Regions from separate parts of the Hordeum vulgare genome. Here region 2 is linked to region 1. The links are chromatin contacts, called in public Hi-C maps. All regions are on one chromosome and are shown on one strand. Each heading gives the region's core, a stretch centred on a gene start, on an enhancer-like site or on the middle of the called end of the contact. The rest is flanking DNA. Distances are from core to core; before and after follow the strand shown.

Region 1 (3,728 bases), core at 883-3,382:
GTTTTGTTTCTTATAAGTGTGACACCTCTCTCTTCATCCTTCATCGGGATGGAGCCACAACGTGCTTACTCCTGTACGTTGGTGATATCATCTAGACTGCCAACACCACATTGCTTCTCGACTCTCTAGTTACCTCCCGCGTGCATCGATTGTTGCAGAGTCCGGGGGTTGAACCTCTTTTTCTATAAAAAAAAAAGGTTACCTCCCTCACCCCAGATTTTTCTATGAGTGACCTTGGGGACATAAATCATTTCCTTGGGATTAATGTATACCGCAACAAGGTTGGTATTTTCTTGTCTCAGGAGTAGATTTTTCTATGAGTGACCGGGGAACATGCTGAACTGCCATCCCGTCTCCACGCCCATTGACAGCCGCTCCAAACTTTCCATACGTGATGGTAAACCTTTTTCCGACCCTTCCACCCATCGCAACATTTCCGACACCCTGCAATACTTTACACATACTCGTCTTGATCTCACCTATGCTATTCAGCAGATTTGCACAAGAGTGCAAATCCCAGCATGCCCTCATCTCTTACAATGACGCGGACTGGACCTGTGCCCTGACACTCGCAAATCCACCTCTGGTTTCTGTGTGTTTTTGGGCTCTAATATGATCTCTTAGTCTTCCGAGCGACAGCATACGGTCTCTTGTTTGAGCGCAGAAGCCGACTGCTGTGTTGTAGCCAACTGTGTTGCCGAGTCTTGTTGGTTGCGGCAATTTCTCACTGAGCTTCGGCATCCTCCAACACGTGCCACAGTTGTATATTGTGATAATGTGAGTGCAGTGTACGTACCTCTGGTCCAATCCTGTGCAGCACCAACGGACGAAGCATGTCGAGGTTTATCTTCATTTTGTTCGAGATCATGTGGCACTTGGCGAGGCCAAAGTGCTCCATGTCCCTGCATGTAGGGCCTGATCTCTCAGCCTCTTGTATATGCATTGTGAGCACATAATGAATACTCCCTCTGTTCTTAAATATAAATTTCTTTAGAAGTTTCATTCTAGGACTAGATACAGATGTATATAGACATAATTTAGATTATAGATTCACTCATTTTGCTTCGTATGTAATCCTTTAATGAAATTTTTTTAAAAAAACTTATATTTAGGAACGGAGCCACGGAGGCAGTAGATCAGAGTTCATATTCCATTATTTTTGTGTCATGTGGAGTACCGTCCATCGACGATCCGCTCATGGCCAGCGGCGAGTGTTGAGGACGACTAGCACAAAAATAAACGTGAGCAATGGACAGATTGGAACGCTCATCACCAGTCGCGGCTACTGCAAGAAGACGGCCATGCAGACACAATCGACCTTTTTCCACTCCAAAGCTAAGGAGAACCTGAACACGGCCATTGTGTGCACGAGCTGCCAACGAATTGGCGTGCAACCGTGTTGCGCAAGATGCCAACCAGCTCGCGGGTAGTCCACTGAGAACGGTGATCAGTCTACGTATGCACGGACCGTCCACTATGGACAGATTGGAACGCTCGAATCGAAGCCGGCGCACGAAATGGAGACGGAGCTCCGTGGAAAAGGCTCAACAGAAAAGCGGCATGGCCGGCGGGGCGGCGCGTCACAAGGACTCGGAAAACACCAACGTGCGAGCTACGCATCGACGAGCCACACCGCCGCCGTGCTGCGCGGCGCGGCCCGCACCGGGTTTGGATAGATAGATAGATAGATAGATAGATGGGGATGGGGGAGAGTGCACACACAACAAGCATACATGTACGTACGCGCCGCAGCCGGGGCAAAGCGAACGTGACCACGAGACGATCGCCGTGCATCTCATCCACACCACACACACACATACACACGACGCCGCTCCCCACGATGCCTCTCGGCGCAGAGCAAAAGGCACCCACGGAGACCCACGGCAACGGCGTGGGCACCCCGGAGACGGATGGCTGGATACATACATAGTTTCATACTTGTGCGTTTTGCTGTGCCTGGACTAGGCAACCTGGTCATGCATCATTGCATCGCAATCTCGCCATGGTATGATAAGACACTGTTTTTGCCTAGCGCCAAGGCGGCGACAAGACAAGCTTTGTCCGTGGCTTCACGTCGTTAGACAGGAGGGCAACGGGGAAGAGACAAGCCGGGCCAGAGGCGCCGGGCAGCTACTCTGGCCCTCTGGTGATACGAGTGTCATTGCCAAGTCATCACCCACCATCCATCGCGCAAGATACATACACTGACCCATCACAAAATACACTCGTCGGCTTGCCGGGCATCACAGGTCCAACGCACCACCGTACGCCGTGAAAGTGGAGTAGACAGTACTGATGTTAGTAGAGTAGTACCCACGCCCGTGAGTCTACTGTTTCGCGCGGCATAAACAAACCTCTACCACATCGAACCAACACGAAGCCAACTAGTGTGTTGGATCTAGCTACATCTAACAGTTTTTAACTCTTCCACGTACTTTCCACACCGGCGTGCAAGGTTACTAGATTAGCACCACGACCACAGCAGTAGTATCTTTTTCATTTATTTTTGCGGGTGAGCATTAGTATCTATCCATACCAATGGTCAAACTATAACAAAATTGGCTGCACATAGTCAATATTCTCCTGCACATAGTCAAAATCGTCTGGTTACTGTGTATATCTTGGTCTTCCAAGCGACAGCCACGGTCTCCCATTCGAGCATCGAGGCTCACTATCGGGCACTGGCTAATGCCATTGCTGAGGGCTTCTGGCTTCGACACCTTCTTCAGGAGCTCCTTTGTGATGTTCACAAAGCCACGTTTGTCTTCTGCGACAGCGTCAACGCTGTCTTACTGTCTACCTCTCCGTCAACCCGGTCCATCATCGTCGTACGAAGCATATTGAACTCGACATCCACTTTGTTTGCGAATAGGTGGCTCTTAGACGCATTTGAGTTCTTCATGTTCCGACGTCGCAACAGTTTGCGGATGTGATGATCAAGGGGTTGCCTACTTGCGTCTTTCATGAATATGTATTTTGCACGTGTATATCCGTATAGGCCGGCTCACCTCCTAACCTTGTATATTTAAGGTTAAGGTCCACATTGTACTTTCTCTATATATGTGCCATTGCATCCAATCAATATATTAAGAGTTGCATTGTCAAAACCTTTTATAAAAAAACCAATGAGACAGCTCTCTTTATTAAAGAACAGGGGCGGAAACCTGAAGATCCATTCGCCACCGAGTTGGCATTGACGCCACAAAGCAGCCGGCAGAACACAAGGATGATTTAACCACCCCTGCACCACCTGTCATGCAGTATTAGTGCTGATCTTTTCCCAAAAGCACCGTTGCATACATCTCAGCACTGCACTGCACTGCACAGGGGTCTGGAGTGGAAGCAAAGCAAACCACGTAGCAGTCACCTACTACGCTGACAAACCCCGGGTCAAACAAAGAATCAAATATTTCACGACAGCGTGCTCCACAAACCCACAGATGATCGATTCCACGAGGGATAAAAGACTCCAACAGATTCCCGGTGCCGGTGCCGGTGCCGCCCCTCACTTCCTCCGTTCATCCAACTTGGCAGGCCATGAGATATCTCATGTATGTATGCAACGGCGAGCTCCACTCCACTGGACGCGGAGCTGCCCGCCGCCAGGAAAACGTCGAGGAAACGGGCGGAGCCTACAACGTCGGAGCTGTTGCTAGTCGTGACATGTCATGTACTCCCTCCGTTTCGAAATATAAGACCTTTTAGAGATTACACTAAGAGACCACGTA
Region 2 (3,728 bases), core at 532-3,031, 200 kb after region 1:
CAATTTACTTCCATATTTGGGTTCTACTACGTGCACAGCACATTTTTTTCCCATTCATTGAAGAAAATATATTTGGTCCTTATCACAGATATTTAATGGGACTTTAGGGACTCAATATTCGCCTATATTCCACGACATTGATAACAGGATACTTATTCGACAATGAGGACCAGGAGACATCATCGAATCATGTGGGATCATCCCCCGCCATTTTTATTCCTAAAAAAAACGTGACCAGAAATTGTCAAACGTGGGAGAGAATCGTATCGCCCCCTGGAACAAAATATTATTTATTTTTGCGCATTACTTACGTGTCATACGCGCATCCGAGAAGGAGAGCAACAAAATCTCCACTTTTTACCGAGACAAACGGAAAGAAAAAGATTTCACCCCAACCAAAAAAATCGCTCCTTTCCACATCGCCGGGTGGCGGCTTGGCCGCCAAGCCAGCTGACCATTTCCCTCGGCAATTTCCTTTACAGCTCACCGCTCCGAGGTTGACGGGCGGGCCCCACGCGTCACTAACCATGCCAGCAGCAGCACATTCACGTACGTGCTCATTTAATCCGGCGAAATTATTTTCCCACGGCCGTTTCGGGCCAGATCTCGGACGTAGAAAAAAAAAACTAATCACTGTTGGCGATGCGCGGCCAGCAGTGACCCGAGGAGATCCCAGCCGCACGCTGCGCATGGTCATCCATCCTCTACCCGCGCAGCTAGATCTGGCCGGTGGGGCCCGGTAGTACGGGGGGCCCGTTTGTCATGGAGGCGAGGCGATGGGGACGGGTAGGCGTGTAGGTGAAGCATTTATAATTCACCCCAGCCGCCCCCGTTCGCGTCCCCCCGTAAAGCCCTCCCATAAACCCACCCCCACCGCTCGCATTTCTTACCTAAATTTAGCCATGCCGCTGACCGGCGGGCCCGGGGTGGTAGATGGGCGCGTGTGCCGGACAAATGGCCAGCGTGGTTCCAGACCCGTTCTGTACAGCACCCGGTTACCCGTGGCAGGGCACGTTTCTCACACTGACCGTGGGACCGTGATCCAGGGCGGACCCACTTGTCTGTCTTGCGTAGAGACGATGGCCAGTACGTACAGCGCCAGAATATCGACCGTGTCACTTTCCATTTCTATGCGGGACGGGGAAATCGCGATGACATGTGGGTCCAGTGAAGGATCGGGCCCCGGCTGTCAGCGGGCGGGTGGATGGGTGGGACGCGTGGGGCGGCGATCTGGGTGGGCAGCGGGAGGGGATTAAATATCGCGGGAGGAGACCATCCCAACCCCTTTTGCTCCTCTCGCCGCTTTGGGTCGGGGTTTTAGCGAGCTCGAGGGAGGGAGGCCGGCCGGAGGCGACGACCGCCGTCGGGGAAGAAGAAGAAGGCCGACGCCGACGCCGACGCCGACGCCGACGCCACTCGTATATGTCTTCTTGCCCCTTCGCCGATCTGGTGGTCGTCGCAGCCTTTCTCCTCGCCGCCGTCGCCGTCGTCCTCCTCGACGCACTCGCCTGCGCCCCCCGATCTATGCACCAGGGGCTCCACGGCTGGAACAAGTCCTCGTCGATGCTCAGGTCCGTACGCCTCTCCCTCCCCCCGCCGTCAATTTCTCGTCTTTTTTGCCGTCCGGCGGGTGCCGTGAGCCCAGATCTGGGAGGTTCTTGGCGGGTTTTTCACGGGGTTTTGATGGATTCTTGCTCGTTGATGGTGCAGGGACGGGTTCGGGGTGAAGTATTCCGGATTCCTCCACATAAGGCCGTGTGGTTTCTTGCGAGGAGACTGACGGATTCCCGGTGATTCCGTCCGCCCAATTTTTGACACCCGAGAGAGAAGAAAAGCTGTCCCCTTTTCTAGAGTTTTTTCCCCTTCAGTTTTGTTAGCCAGTCAGTCAGTCAGTCAGTGTTAGAAGAAGAAGAAGAAGTGGAGGAGGAGGATCCATGGCCCCGTTGAGCCAGCACCAGATTCGCCTCAGGCAGGCGCTGGCCAAGAGGCCCAAGACCAAGATGCTCGCCGGGTTTGGCGTTAAACCCTCCACCGCTTTCTCCAAGCCGGCGCAGCCGCAGATGCTGCCGTCGCTGCCGGCCGCGCAGCCGCCCAGGCGACGCGTGCGTGTCCTGTACGAGGACCCCGACGCCACCGACTCGGACACCGACGACGAGGAGGCTGCCGCCGCCCCTGCCTCCTCCAAGCGCTGCTTCGAGCTGTTCCTCGGCAAGGCCCCGGCGGCAAAGGTGTTTGCCAAGCCGGTCACTCCGGCGGCCGCGGCTGCTGCGGCTGTCTGCACCACCAGCAGCGCCAGCGCCGAGGCGCACCGTGGGGTGCGCCTCCGCAAGTGGGGCAAATGGGCGGCCGAGATCCGCAACCCCTTCTCCGGCAAGAGGGAGTGGCTTGGCACCTTCGACACTGCCGACCTGGCCTCTGCTGCCTACCAGGCCGCCTCCCGAAGCTTTATCGAGGAGAAGCGTCGCCGCCGTGGCCAGTCCGGTGCCGCGGCCTCACCTGCTCAGTCGGCCACGTCCTCACCGGCGTCGTCTTCCACACCGACGGCATCTTCGTCGTCCTCCACCTCGGCTGCTCCATTCGCGCACCCGTCACCGTCTTCTGTTCTGGAAGCCACCAAGCTGGCAGCTGAGTCCATTTCGCCTGAGCCGACACCAGTTCCCGTCATGGTGTCCACCACACCCGAGACAGCGCAGCTTCCCGACGACCCAGAGTTCTACCAGGACCTCCTGCGTGGGCTTCAGCTGCCGGACATTGACCCGATGGACTTCCGCGCGGGGCTTGATGCCTTGGACGTCTCGGAGGCGTCGGCTTATTTGGACGGCGAACAGGACCTGCTGCTCGGCGACTTGGCCGACGAGGAGCTGGAGCTGGACATGGACCTTGACATCGGCGATGACTTCCTGGAGATGCCCGGCTGCGACTTTGGCCGAGGCATGGATGATTTCCTGCAAACCGTCGATTTCTGCGTCTGAATTGGGAGAGGTTTAAGGTTTTACTATCTCTTAAGTAATGCTGGTGTGATGGACCGGCCTCGTGTGAGTGTAATCGGTGTGCATTGGGAGGGAGGAGGAGGATCCTCTTGGGTTTTTCCCCGGGCAGCTCAACCAGCTCGTGCCCAAGACGGTGTCTGTTTTCCCGAGCACATTAGCGTTATGGTGAGAGTATTTTTGATAGTAGGTTACATTGTGATAAGTTATAGTAGCTGCTGGTTATGTTAAGTTGCTCTTGTTTATGTTATCTGTCAATGTTGGTCCAGACATTGTAGCTAGCTCAAGACAAGTCTTGTGGCTGTTGCTTCTAGTGGTATTATGAAAAAGAAAAATAAGTTCGCATTATATATCACCCTCTGCCATCTTTGAGATGGGTTTTAGTCTTACCAGCTCATTTGTATGTATCGTACTTGTTGCTGAACTGCTTATGGATGTTTTCGGCTTCTGGAATGTAGTTCGTGGGATTCATTCGTGATTGATGATGAGCCGGACATTTGGCATTGTACCCCTAGTACTATGCTGAAAAAGATAGTTGAGTCTCCACTTGCTGCTCTCTTTGATAATATTGCATCGTAGTACTTGCTTAACCGCTGATGAATGCTCTGCCTGGATGCTTATTTGTATGTATCATGTGCTGTCCTTGAGGTAATTTTGTTATTGTTTGACCATTGGTGTTGATAGACACTACTAGTAATGCTGAGGTCGTGGTGGTAATCTAGTACCCTTGCTGATTTTCAT

The links. A called contact is a pair of places that touch in the nucleus more often than the background predicts.
Region 2: a Hi-C map of seedling shows a contact between it and region 1, with 2.1 times the contacts expected there. The contact joins the promoter of LOC123442430 here to the enhancer-like site in region 1. A contact is called at or near these places in 3 of 6 Hi-C or Micro-C datasets (leaf and seedling) and 1 of 1 datasets of contacts at active chromatin or transcription factors (embryo).

Annotation. Positions count from the first base shown.
Region 1 is chr3H:6,510,574-6,514,301 of MorexV3_pseudomolecules_assembly, forward strand. No RefSeq gene overlaps it. Among protein-coding and RNA genes, the nearest start is that of LOC123441274, 68 kb to the right of the region's middle. Within about 2 kb of position 2,133, at least 2 of the 3 cell types and tissues checked have open chromatin away from gene starts, as enhancers often do. A contact at or near this core is called in seedling, where this site is marked.
Region 2 is chr3H:6,709,244-6,712,971 of MorexV3_pseudomolecules_assembly, forward strand. It overlaps LOC123442430 (ethylene-responsive transcription factor ERF118-like), which reads left to right and starts at 1,782. Exons shown (of 1, transcript XM_045118479.1): 1 at 1,782-3,337. The coding sequence starts at 1,935. The coding sequence ends at 2,972.